Linked DNA regions of Mus musculus: region 2 is linked to region 1. The links are chromatin contacts, called in public promoter capture Hi-C maps. All regions are on one chromosome and are shown on one strand. Each heading gives the region's core, a stretch centred on a gene start, on an enhancer-like site or on the middle of the called end of the contact. The rest is flanking DNA. Distances are from core to core; before and after follow the strand shown. Region 1 overlaps Hip1 (huntingtin interacting protein 1). Region 2 overlaps Por (P450 (cytochrome) oxidoreductase).

Evidence for each region. Capture Hi-C pulls out chosen DNA fragments and counts their contacts.
Region 2: a contact with region 1 is called in a promoter capture Hi-C map of adipose tissue. The contact joins two enhancer-like sites.

The regions. Positions count from the first base shown.
Region 1 is chr5:135,457,319-135,464,180 of GRCm38.p6, forward strand. It overlaps Hip1 (huntingtin interacting protein 1), which reads right to left. Exons shown (of 31, transcript NM_146001.2): 2 at 3,089-3,152; 3 at 782-924. Among named protein-coding and RNA genes, the nearest start is that of Pom121, 66 kb to the left of the region's middle. Within about 2 kb of position 3,428, at least 79 of the 459 cell types and tissues checked have an H3K27ac peak or open chromatin away from gene starts, as enhancers often do. A contact at or near this core is called in adipose tissue, where this site is marked.
Region 2 is chr5:135,719,676-135,726,580 of GRCm38.p6, forward strand. All of the region lies in intron 2 of Por (P450 (cytochrome) oxidoreductase), which reads left to right. Among named protein-coding and RNA genes, the nearest start is that of Mir7034, 13 kb to the right of the region's middle. Within about 2 kb of position 2,671, at least 72 of the 459 cell types and tissues checked have an H3K27ac peak or open chromatin away from gene starts, as enhancers often do. A contact at or near this core is called in adipose tissue, where this site is marked.

The DNA.
Region 1 (6,862 bases), core at 2,178-4,677:
CCACCGACTGTTGTGCTGGGCTCACAATTACTTTTGATAGGGGCCAGGAGGGGGGAAAGGAGGTGTGTGTGGGGTACACACTCAATGTTACAATGTTACTGAGCACAGAGGGTTTGCTAAGAGCGTCTGCCTCCCAGCCCAGGTGCCTCTGGGACTGGTTGATACAGGTAGACACAAACTTGGCTCAGTATTTCAAAAAGCATTTGAGCCCAGAGATCCACAAAATGAGAGAAGATTGCAAGAGATGATAATACAAGAGGCACAAATATCAAGTGTGGGATTTTATGATCAGAAATATGGCTGATCACCTGGCCAAAGGGGCCCAGCGTGAATCCGGAAGTGATTGGCAATCCTTTGTCTCCGCCCCCTCATCCCTAACTAATGGGCTGGTTTAAGATGAGCTAGAAGACATGATCTCCAATTGCTAGCTTTCTGAGTTAAATAGTTTTAAAGGTTCAATTCCAGGGGCTGGAGAGATGGCTCGCACACAGTTAAGGGTGTTTTGTAGCTCCGACAGAGAACCTAAGTTTCTTTCCCAGGGGCTCCCAACATCCTGTAATTCCGACCCCAGGGGATCAGACCTCTGCTTTTGGCCTCGTCAGGCAACTGTACACATGTGGCACAAACTCACACATACACACACATATAAATAGAAACATATCTTTAAAGTTTCGATTCCTGTCTCGGCTCGCAGGCATCTGTACCGGGTAGCAGGAGAGGAACTCAGGTGTCACAGTCCCTGCCTGTGCCATCAGCGTCCCCTGACGCCCCAGGGACTCACGTTCGGATGTCCATCTCGAAGAAGTTTGTGGAACACGTGACAAAACTTCCAGCACAGCATGGCGTTGCTGGAGAGAGGCAGTCGGTTGACCACAGACCAAAAGGTCTGCGCTCCTTTCTCATGGTGGGTGCCCAGAATACACGGTGGGAGGAGTCAAGGAAGACAAGGGCTTGGTGGGTGGAGCTGGGTAAGGGGGAGGCGGAGCTCAGCTCATGGCTAAGACCCCACAGTTCTACACGTTTGCCTAGCAGCTTGGAGGCTGAGGGTATAAATACCTCGTTACCTATTTTATAACAGTTTCCCCTGAAAAAGAATTCTTTCTTTTTAATTACATTTTAAATTACTTATGTATTAGTGTGTGTGTGTGTGTGTGCGCGTGCATCCATGCACGCGCTTGTATATGTGTGAGCACTCACGTGTGGAAGTCAGAGGGCACTTTGTTGGCAGTCAAGTTCCATGTGGGATCTCCAGGATTGAACTCAGGTCTTCGGGCTTCACAGCAAGCTCCTTTTCACCTGCTGAGCCATCTTACTGGCCCCATCCCCTGTCTTTTTGAGACAGGGTCAACATTTAAGCAGCCCAGGAACTAGGTTGTCCTAGAATTTAGTATGTTAACTTCTGATCCTTTTTATCTCCACCTCCAGACTTCTGGCTCGCCAGGCATGCAGGCTCACACCTTGTTTATTTGATGCCCGAGAGTAGTGTTAGGCAAGCACTCTACCATCTGGGCCACACGGTTTTGGTATTAATGAAATAGTCTCGCTCTGCATCCTAGGTTAGCCTCCAACTCATAGCAATCATCCTGTTTCCTCCCAGTGGCTGAGATTAAAGGCATGTGTCACCTGTAATCTAAACATGTGGCCCTGGACCAGGGTTGGTCTTGGCTTATCGTCTCTGGCGCAGCCAGATGTAGGATTGGGACTCACTCTTGGGACCAATGCCAACATTTTAACACCTCTTTCCTCTTTCACTTTTTTTTTAAAGACAGGCTTTCTCTGTGTAGCCCTGGCTGGTTGTCCTAGAACTCACTCTGTAGACCTGGCTGACTTTGAACTCACAGAGATCCTCCTGCTTCTGCCTCCTGGCTGGGATTAAAGCCGTGTGCCACGTCACCTGGATCCTCTTTGACTTTTGTTTTGCTTATGGTCACTGTTCACGTGTGTGCCATGCCTATGGTCACTGTTCACGTGCGTGCCATGCCTGTGTGAGTGTCAGGGAGCTGCGGCTCACACGTGGATGTTGGAGAACAACCTTGAGGGTTTCTCTTGCACTGTGGGTTCTGCCAACCAGACCTAGGGGAGGCTTTCTCGTACATTATTAAAGAGAGGTTAGAGGCTGGGCACGGGGTCACACACCTACAATCCCGGTAAGATCCCGAGGTAGGAGAATCCCAATTTTGGGGCCAACCTGGTGGATACAGTGAAGCCCTGTCTCAAAACCACCATCAAACCCCATCAATAAAGAAGTGAAGAGCCGGCTCAGTGGTTAAGAGCACAGCTGCCCATCAAGGACTCTCTCTGATTTAGTTCCCAGCAAACCACTGTCCCTAACTCCAGTTCCAGACGATCTGATGCCCTCTTCTGGCCACTATGTGCACTGCAAGCATGTACAGACATGTATGTGGGCAAAACACCCATACACATAATACATACGATCAAATAAACAAGCAAATAAAAAATTTAAATGTAGCTCAGTTGGTGAGCAACTTGCCTCAGATGCATGAAGCCCCAGGTTTGATCCCAACTCTGTGGTACATGCCTGAAATCCCAGCATTCCAGGAGTCAGGAGTTCAAGGTTACCCTCAACTACACAGTAAATCGGAGGCCAATCTGGGCTACAGGAGACCCTGCCTCAAAATAAATTTAACTAAATAAATAAATGAAACAGGCCTGAGCTGAGGGCTGGAGAGATGGCTCAACGGTTAGAGGAGTACTTTCTGCTCTTCCAGAGATCCTGAGTTCAATTCCCAGCAACCACAACCATCTATACTGGTATCCGATGCCCTCTTCTGGCATGCAGGTGTACATGCAGATAGAATACTTACATACATAAAATAAATAAATAAATCTTAAGAAAGAAAAGTCATGGCTTGCTGGCCTCCTAGGACCCTTGGACACTGCCAGGCTGGGGGAACTAGAGCTCTCTGAGTCTGTAGCTATACCAGAAGTGGCTTCCATCTGCAGGCTCCTGTTCCTGGCAAGGGCTACTCTTCCTGTTGCTGAGCAAGAAGCCTCTTCCTGACCTCAGTTCCCACCATCTGACCCCCTTCCAGGGTTGGCCTCCGGAGGAGCCAGGCCAAAAGGATATTCCTGGCATGTTTCTCTTTCACGGCCACTTCCTGCGTATTAATGGCCTTATTGACGCTGACCGTCTGCAAAAACAAGATGGGGGAGGGGAAAGAGGATGAAATAAATAAGCCTCTGAGAGCTACTGAGACCCTCCCCTTCCCGCCTCCCCAACACCCCACTCCTCCAATGACCCTTGGTATTGCCAGGGGCCAAGAGAACATCGGGGCTCCAGATCCTCTTGAGTACCCAGGTTAGGGGACAGGGCGCAGAGGTGGGCAGCACTCCCAGACCAGCTGTCCCAAGCTGTCCCAAGGGAGCAGGCTTTGCTGCCTGGCATTGGCTGTGCCCAGCTGCTGTACCCGCCTGCTGCTCCGCTGGCTTGGCACAACAGCGTGGTAATTAAGGGGCCACACAAAGGAAAGGCTTCTTTACCCCCGGGGAAACATTATTCCTCAGAATGCAAGAGGAAGAGACGCTGATGTCAGGGGGGCCACTGCAGCCTGAGCCCCAGTCAACCACCCCTCTGCCACTTCTAAACCCTTCCCACGTGGGGCTGGCGAGATGGATCTGCAAGTAAATGCGCTGTCCCAGGACCTGATGAAGAAGTGCCCTTCCCAGGACCCCCATGAAGATGGCATGGGACAGCCCAATCCACAAAAATGTCCCCTGATCTTCATAAACAAAACTCCCACAGGGTTTCTCTGACTTGCCATTCACTCTTGGCCAACTTCCAACTTGAGGGCAAATCCCCTTTCCTTCCTCAATTACACAGAAAAACATGAAACTATTCCTTTCCTGTTGTTTTCAAAAGTCACAACTCTCTGTTAATTTTAATATAGACACGGTAATAGTGTGCATAAATGCTAATAATACCACCTAGGCTCTTTTGTTGTTGTTGAAAATTCTTAAAGGATTTATTATCTTTTTAAACTGTTATGTATGCACAGGTGACTGTGGGTATACACACTTGAGTGGAGGTGCCAGAGGAAGCCAGGGGTGTTGGAGCTAGGGTTGTGAGCCGCCTGATGTGGGCGCCTGGAACTGAACTCAGCTACTCTGCAAGAACACTGTGTGCTTTTAACTGCTGAGCCTCTTTCCCTAGACTCTGTTGTTTGTTTTTCTAAAAAGTCATTGTTGCCGGACGTGGTGGCCCACGCCTTTAATCCCAGCACTTGGGAGGCAGAGGCAGGCGGATTTCTGAGTTCGAGGCCAGCCTGGTCTACAAGGTGAGTTCCAGGACAGCCAGGGCTACACAGAGAGACCCTGTCTTGAAAAACCAAAAAAAAAAAAAAGTTATTGTTATTACTACTACTATTGCTATTAGATTTACTTATTTTGTACATCATGGAAGTGGACTGTAACCTCTTGTTTCACGTTTAACTGATCCGCCTGCCTCTGCCTTCTGAGCACAGGGATTAAAGGCGTTCACCACCACCGCTAGGTGCTTACTGCTAGATTTTTGAGGCAAAGTCTCACTAATGAACTCTCTACCCCAGATAGATTGATGTAAGACACACACACACACACACACACACACACACACACACACACTTGCCTCAGCCTCCTAGAGCAGATGGGATGACAGGAATGCACCACCAGGTCTAGCGCCACATATTCATAGTAACTGATATTTTTATTTCTAAGGGGTAGATTTCCAGGAGCCAGAGTATGCAGGTGAAATGTTTTATTTGGAGCCCAGTGGTTAAGAACACCAGCTGTTCTTATAATAGACCCAGGTTCAATTCCCAGCACCCACATAGCATCTTACAACCATCTGTAACTCTAAACTATCCAAGGGACCTGATGGCCTTTTCTGTCTCTCTGGGTACCAAGCACATACACGACACACGGACAGACACACAGACAAATCATCTATACACATAAAAATCTTTTTTTCCCTAAATTTTCTTTTTAAATCTTTCACTGTAGAAGCACTCAAACATATATAAATCCACCTTGGACTGGCCTGCTTCAAACTTGGTATATAGTCAGGAGTGACCCTGAACTTCTGTTCCACCTGCCTCCACCTCCTGAGTGTCCCCCATTACTGATTTATAATGGTGCTGGGACCCCATCTCCATGCATGCTAGATAAGTGTTCTACTAACTGAGCTACATCCAAGCACCCTGAAACTTCCCCTTCAAAAGTGGGTGATAGAGTGGTATGTGGTGCCTCCTCTGTGATCCTAATACTTTGGAGATAGAGGCAGGAGGACCCCTTGATCTTCTTCAGAGCCATCCTCAGGTCCCTAGCACACCCAAGGCCAGCCTGGACTACATGGGACCTTGCCTCCAAAGGAATAAACTAAAACCCTGTGACGGGTGGGCTTTGCTTCTCACAGTTGCCACCTATAGATCTTGTACTCAGGTATCACCAACCACTGACCCCAAATTCCCTGAGGCAGATCAATGCCAGACTCTAGATCACTTCACCTGTCAATCACTTCGGTTGACTGTGAGAAAAACTGGTTAAAGCTAGAAGAGGCCCCCACTGTGGGGAAAGGATCAGACATTAGGACAGTGTGACTGGTGCTGGGGCCCCACAGAAGGCTCTCGAGCAAGGCAGGGGCTTGCTGCCTGGGAGGTGTTTACTTCAGTGTTGTACTTAAGGGCTCACCACCTCCAGGCCTGGGTCCAGCACAGTTGAGGAGGAACTGGACTGGCACTGGGCTTGGGGAAGAAGCCCTTGTTTTAGTGGCATCGCTCAGTCCTGAGACAAAAGGTAGTTTATAGCTCACAGTCTGAGGGTACAGCCCATCATCGTGGGTGAGACACGGGAACAGGAGCGTGAGGCGTCTGGTCACACTGCACCCACAGTTGGGAAGCAGAGAGAGGTGGACGTGGCTCACATTCAGAGTGGGTTTTCCCATCTACTTTAACTCGGTCCAGAGACTCCCTCACAGACAGGTGCAAGGGCTTGTCTCCGGTGATTCTGAGCCCTGCCACACTGACGACAGATATTAACCACCAGGCTAGCAAAACGGCTCTGTGGGTTAAACGTGCTTGCCAATAATCCCCTAGAACCTGCATGGTAGGAGAGCAATTACTCTGAAAAAGGAATGTGTGACTGTCACACATGTACCCTCGTACTTCAGTCCCGCCACACACACACAGAGTAAACGTAAAATGAAAATACTGTCATAAGTTCCCTGGGGGAAGTGTAAGGCCTCCTACCATCCCCGCCCGGAACCTAAATGTTACCCCATATCCTCTCCTGTAGCTGGGAGTGGGCGTGGGATGGGGTGGGGGTGGGGCAAGGGAGGGTTACATCAAAAGAGTTCATTCAGTGTTGCCAGTGTGCCTGATATCGTCCTGGCAATAGGCACCAGTGTGGAGATGACCTGACCATGGGTCTTGGCTATAGATCAGCTTCTATAACCAACACAGCCTTTCAGGACTCTCCGGCACCAGGCAGGTCTGCGTGTCAACATTTATCCCAGGAGGGCCTTAAAATCACTACGTAGCAGAGGATGACCTTGAACTTCTGACTTTTCTGCCTCCACCTTCTGAAGGTTGGGATTACAGGTCTGCAGCACCAGGCCCAGTTTATGTGGTGCCAGGGATGGAACCCACAGCCCTCACACATGCTAGACTAGCAGTCCACCAACGGAGCTTATCCTTGACCCCACTCCCCGCCGTTTTGAGACAGGATCTCACCAGTTCAGAGTGGTCTGGAACTGACATATCTCCAGCTCCAGTCTTCTCAGTGCTAGGATTAACAGGTATGTGCCCCCCCCCCCCCATGTGTGGCTCATACTGTGCTTTTAAAAGCAAGCTCTGATGTGACCAGGCCT
Region 2 (6,905 bases), core at 1,421-3,920, 260 kb after region 1:
GCTGCTATTGCAGGTGTGCACCACCTCACCGGAGTATGTGATGCTTAGCATCAAACGAGGGGGAGCCGGGAGGGCTTCGTGCATACCAGGCAAATGCTCTCTCGAATTGAGTTACATCTCTGACCCCAAGGGGATGGATTTATGCAAGCCAAAATAGCAAGCCAGCTGCAGTGTGGCCAGAAAGCACTGTGAGTCCTGAGAGAGATAAAACAAGTCAGGAGGTGCCCCTGAGTACCCAGGTGACTCTCTTGGGAGTGCAAGCCTGTGCGGCTCTTGCCATGGAGATGTGGCGTTCTGAACATCTGAGCCTGGACACTATCCCTGCTGCCCCTGGCCATGTGTGGCCAGTAAAGGGGACCTTCTGCAGGCCGCACCCAGAGCCTGAAGTACCTATCTCCTGGGCCAGGCCAGCATCATTGTGTCAGGAAACCCTCCTGGGCCTCAGAGAGGACATAGTGCCCTGGACTTTGCCTTGAACTTCTCTCTTGAGCAGAATTCCTGCTGAGAGCGGTGCCCTACAAGTGAATGGAGTGGGTAGCATATCCCAGGTCTCTCTGATACAGGGAGAACGTGGAGATCAGGGGTGCTTTGAAAATCTTGGCACACACTTACAAACAGCTGTGCCAAAGCCTCGGAACAGAGCAAGCCCAGCCCTGTCCACAGATCCTCTGGGATGCACTGTACTGTGGTCAGAGGTACAGAGTTAGGGAACCTAGGGTGGGGATCCATTCAGACTGGGGATGAGGAAGGTTCTAGAAAGGTTTGCAACATGACTGGTAGCTTCAGATGCAGAACAGGATTTGGGCAGCAATGAATGATGCTGTCCATAGTCACAGGTGGAGGAGGTGCTGGGGTGACAGGCTTATTTGGGGAGTGGCAGGGGAGTGTGGGACGTGCAGTTAGAAGGGACAAGTTGGGACCTGACACCAGAGGGCTATGGGAGCAGCAAAATGACCAACTCTGATTTCACAATGGCGACAGCCAGGCAATTGGGAAGGCAGAGGGAGGGCAAGGGCAGGGAGGAGGCTGGAGGAGCCATTCCAGGATGTCCCCTGAGAGGAGACACTGTCCCAGGAGAGGGCTTCTGGGGTTGTCTTTGGATACCTGGGGGAGCTAGGATAGGATGCGTGCAGGCTGGAGCAGGTGAGGAGGGTCTGAGAGTCTGGAGATTCGCCGGAACATTGGCTATAGCTTGTTATTGCTGTGGATTGCGGAAAACCCAGATTTCAGAGACTCTGACACCATCAGAAACAGTAGGGATAGCTTATGGCTGGAGAAAAGATAATCTTTGTGTGTGTGTGTGTGTGGGGGGGGGTAGGGGTATAAATTCCAATGAAAAGAAAACAAGCCAAGCATGGCCAACTGAGCCAGAGTAAGAGTTTGAGGGTGGCGGGCTCAAGTGTCTGATGTGCGGCCATGGAACCCCAGATAGAGTCCCCAGCACCTGTGACAGAAAGCCAGGCCTGGCCATGCAGCTCTCTGACCCTGATCGCCAAGAGCTCAGAGGACAGCTCCCAGGAATCAGCTCTTTCCTTTCACTGCGTGGGTTCCAGGGATGGAACTTGAGTCACCCATGGGTTCCAGGGATTGAACTTGTGTCACCCATGGGGTTCAGAGATTGAACTTGATTTACTCATGGGGTTCAGGGGCAAGCGCCGTCGTCGCCCACAGAGTTGTCTCACTAGCTTTGGGAGAGGTCACTCTGCTTGCTTACTCACTCGCTCCACTTTTACATATCACACAATTACTTCTACCCTCACAACTGCCCTTCCCAGGTGGCATTTGTTCTTTTCTTTTCTTTCTTTCTTTTTTTTTTTTTTTTGAGACAGGATTTCTCTGTATAGCCCTGGCTGTGCTGGAGCTCACTTTGTAGACCAGGCTGGCCTCGAACTCAAAATCCACCTACCTCTGCCTTCCAAGTGCTGGGATTAAAGGCGTGCACCATCATACCCGGCTAAAATCTAACTTAAAAAAAAAAAATCTAAAGACGAAGCTCCGATCAGTCGATCAGAGCTGGGCGTGGTGGCGCACTCCTTTAATCCCAGGAGGCAGAGGCAGGCGGATTTTGAGTTCGAGGCCAGCCTGGTCTACAAAGTGAGTTCCAGGACAGCCAGGGCTATACAGAGAAACCCTGACTCGAAAATACAAAATAAATAAATAAATAAATAAATAAATAAAAGCAGAAAAAAAGTTAGATTTAAAAAATTCAGTATCTGAAACCCATTTATTGCAATTGATCAATACACATATGCCTCTTTGTGGAGGAGAACTGGGTAAATTCAGATATAATTTGCATTTAATAAAATCCCTCTTCTCGTTTTTTCGTTCAGTGCTAAGGATGAACCCTGGGTTGTGCACCCCCAGTTCTAATTTTAACTATACACATGGATCCCAGGGATTGAACTCAGGTTACCAGGCTTGGCAGCAAGAGCCTTTACCCACTGAGTTGTCCCGACAGCCCCATGAGTCTTGACATCCACAAAATTAGGTAGTCAGTCTCATAGTCAGCAATGTCCCATCACCCCGAAGCGCCCCAGCACCAGCCTTGCAGCTGCCTCTTACATGCCACCCATCTGAGAACGGCATCTTTGCCCAAACCCAGCCTTGGCTCCATGTCAGTTCTTGGCTTCTGTCCACTTCTGACTCACCCATGAAACACGTGTGAAAGAAACTCCAGCCCGTTGTTTCATAGTTTCCTATGATCTGGATTTGGCCGATTGTGCCCCTCTGGGGCTTGTTTAGAAAAGCCGCAAAGACTCTCATTTCCTCAAGTGACCTTTATTTTGGGATCCGCTCTCCTTTAAAATCGCAGCACTGCCTGGAGTCAAGGCTGCAGGCGGCTCTTACGTCCGTCTGTCTTTATCTTGGCGCGTCAGCAGATGGAGGAGCATCTGGGGGTCTTGGTTCTTCCAGTCAGGGACACCCTTTTTATATAGATGGCCTTGCACCTGTGGTCACTAAGCTAGAAACACAGATGTGTTTCTTAAAGAAAAAGGCATGGCTGGAAGGAGTGCTCAACAGTTAAGAGCACTGGCTGCTCTTACAGAGGGCCTGGGTTCCATTCCCAGCACTCACATGGTGGCTCACAGAGGGTACCTGGTTACACACATGGTACACAGACATATGCAAACAAGACACTCATATATATAAATACCTAAATAAATAAATAAATCTAAAAACTGTTTTTCAGAGAGAGAGAGAGATAGAGAGAGAGAAAGAGAAAGAGAAAGCTCTAGGTGTGGTGGCCCCTGCATTTAATCCTAACATTAGGGAGACAGAGGCAGAGAGGCAGAGGCAGAGGCAGGCAGATATATGGAAGTTCAAGGCCAGCCTGGTCTACAGAGAGAGTTCAGGATAGCTAGAGCTATTAGGAAGAGAAACTTGGTCTTGAAAAAAAACATAGAGAAAGAGAGGGGGTGGGGGGAGGGAGGGAGGGAGGGAGGGAGGGGCATGTAAGAGACAGCTGTCGATGTGAAGAGTGGGCAGGGGACACAGTGTCTGACCCAGAAGTGTCTAGAAGAGGCCCCTCTGCAAGCTCTGGTCTGGGACCTCTACTGTCACCAGTTGAGGTCACCTGCATTTTTCTGCTCTCTGAATAAGTGGGTTCTGGCCTTCCTGTTGACACTCCAGATGTGGCCTGCTCACTCCAGATGTGGCCTGCTCAGGATAACTGCAATAGAAGCACTTTAGCCCACTATGTCGACTTCTTTGCTGTCTTGGCTAGGGTTTCTACTGCTGTGATGAAGCACCGTGGCCAACAGGAGCTTGGAGGGAAAGGGCTTATGTAGCTCACAGATCCAAGAAGCCAAGGCAGGAATTCAAACAGAGGAGGAATCTGTAGGTAGGAGCTACAGGTGCCGAGGCCACAGGGGAGTACAAGGGTCAAGGAGCACCACAGCCAGCAGAGTAATGATCTACAAGAGGCAAGAAAAGTAGTTCACAACTAAGTAGCCAGGATTGGTTTGACCTTAGGGAATTGGACCCCAAATAGTTTATTGTAGGCACATCTAAGCACAGCATGATACAGTGACAACCCTCCTGGTGATAATTAACTCAATCTCACTATACAATAAAGCTTAAGACGTAACTACTTCAAAACTCTTTGTAACTTACATGTGACATCTTCCATAAAGATGGAGCCTGTAGGTTTGACTACATGTGATAAAATAGGTTCTGTGGCTTGATGAGCTCACACTCTAGGGAGGATCTGGTGTGGTCTCTGTCACACTGATAGCCCAAAAGGTCACCAGGCCAGCCTTCTGGGTGGATGGCGAGTGCTGCTTACCGGTTTGCTCAGCCTTAGCTCTTATAGAACCCAGGATCACCAGCCCAGGAATGGCCCCACCCACAGTGACTGGGGCCTCCCCTGTCAGTCACTAATTAAGAAAACACGCTACAGGTTTACCTACAGCCAGATCTTATGGAGGCATTTTCTTAATTGGGGTTCCTGCCTCCCAGATGAATGACATTAGCTTGTGTCAGATCAGTAAAATTAGCCAGCACGGTGGCCCTGGTTTTTTTTGTTCCCCTTTCCTTTTGTCGTCTCACTAGCTCAGGCTAGCCTCTGCTATGTACCTGTGTAGAGGATGACATTGAACTCTGATTCTTCCTAGTATAAATGTCCCAGTCATCGCAATGGCAAGTTATGTGGTGCTGGGGGTGGAACCCAGGGCTTCGTGTGGTAGAAAACTACTCGGCCCACTGACTATATCCCCAGCTTTCTTTGTTGTTGTTTTTGTTTGTTTGGGTTGTTTGTTTGTTTGTTTTGGTTTTGTTTTTTGAGACAAAGTTGCTCTGTAGTCTAGACTGAACTCTGTCCTCACGTCTTAGCCTCCAAAGTGCTGGGATCGGAGATGGGCACCACCACCTGGCCCAAATCTTTTTCAAATTTAATTGCTGCCCCCTCCCCTTCCTGGCCACCTCTCCCACAATCCCTCCCCACTTCTCCTCTGAGAGGGTAGAGTCCTCCCATCCCCCATCAAGTCTCTCCAGGAACTAGGATTTGACCTGAGGCCCCTGTCAGCTCTCGCCCTTAGCTGGCTCCTAGCTCCCTTTGAAGTGGCTCCCCTGGGAGCGTAGCCCTGTGGAGCGCTACCTACTGGTTTTCATCATAGCTCCACACAGACAGAAGCCGGCCATCTATCCCAGCGGGGAGCTGCTGTCCCCTTCTGCCACTGTTCTCATGGCCCTTTCTGCCTGTTAACCCTGTGGCCTGGAGACGTTAGTCACCAGACAGCCAGGCTCTACAAGTTCAAAAGCAGCTTCCTGGGTCCCTCCCAGGCAGGGGACCATCCCAGGAGGAATCAGTTCTAACACACAGAAAATTAGATTTGAGTTGCCTCGGCTTTCAGAAGTGCTGCTTCTCCTTGCCTGGGACTGGAGAAAAAAAATGCACCCCCTTGAGGCATCTGGGTTCTCCCTGTGACTCAGAGCTCCCCCCCCCCTTCCTCTCTTCTTGCCCACTCTGGTGGCCTGAAGCTGACTTCAGAGACGCCTGCTCCCAGTGGAGGGCTGGGGGTGGGGTGGGGGGCTAATTGGAACCTTTCAGGCTCTGCTATGGAGCCATGTGGTGTCTGGCTCCCACAACATGGGCCAGCTGCCACCTGCACAACGCTCTGGGGTCTGGGCCTGGGTACCAAGAAAGGGGTTTCATAAGACACGCAACCTTTTGCTTGCTGTCCCCACTGCATGGGGCAGGAAGGGAAAGTCTATCTCCCTGTAGTGGCCAGGATGTGCCTGGGTGCCAGAGCCCCAGTGTCTTTGACTCCCCAGTTCTCTCCAGGGGCTCTTGGAGCAGCGAAGGGTGGCTTATTGTTGCGACCTGCACAGCGCTCTGTGTCAGGGCTGGGACAGCTTTGTTCTCCATCCTTTTTTTCTCCTAATGGGAAAGGGGGAGGGTGTGGGGAGCAGGGCTCTGATATAAACAGTTACCAAGGAGACTGAGTGGGGGTGTGTATGTAGAAAGGTTCTCGCCTTCCCTCAGTCCATGGTGTGTGTGTGTGGTGGGGGGGTGTTACCCCAGCCGCAGGGGATCATGGGAGGCTGCAGTCTCAGTTCGGAGTCCTGCTGGAGCTGCCAGATGTTGCAGAGTTCACAGGCTCATGGGGACAGCGGCAGGCAGAGGTGCCGAAGAATTCTGAGAGGACTTCTGGGGTGTCTGGTGGCACTTTCAGAGTCTCTGGGCCCAAGCAGCCTACCCCATCACACTGAGAATGGACAAAAGCGAACTTCCTTTCTGTGGGCTGCCAGCCAGCTGCCGCAGAGCTCAGTGCGGGACCCTTTTTCTTTAATCCCTGCTGGGAACGGGAGCACCATGGGGTGTGCATACTCGTCTCAGCCGCTGGAAGAGCCTGTCCTGCGAAGAAGGTCAGTTTCAGCCCTAGTTCAGATGTGTGGGGAGCTCATGGGCCAGGTTCACATGGCTGCCATCATCACCAAAGGGAGAGGCAGCTCCCTGAGCTAGGGCCAAATGGGCTCCTGTTAGTTAACCCCCTGGGTGGGTGCTACCAGGTCTGCTTCCTGGAGCTGGCTAGGAGTTGTTCCCAGGCAAGAAGGGCTGCCCAGGATAGACATCGTGTGATTGTCCAGCACAGGGTCCTCTGACTCCGTTTGCCCAGAGGCCACTGCCTCTGCTGGGTTCATATGAGTGAGGGCGCAGATGGACAGTCCTTCCTGTCCCCAGGGCAAAGCAGAGCTAATTAAAGGACAGGGTGGGCCTCAGATGTGTTCAGGTGTGGATGGGGAGATGGCTCCGTTAAGTCCTTGCTACACAAGCGGGAGTTTGATCCCCGGAACCTGTATTAAAAAGCTGGGCATTGAGGTAGGCTTCTAATCCCCATGCTAGGAAGGCATGGGGTGGGCAGGTCCCTGGGGCATGGTGTCCAGCCAGCCTAAGCAGCGTGGTG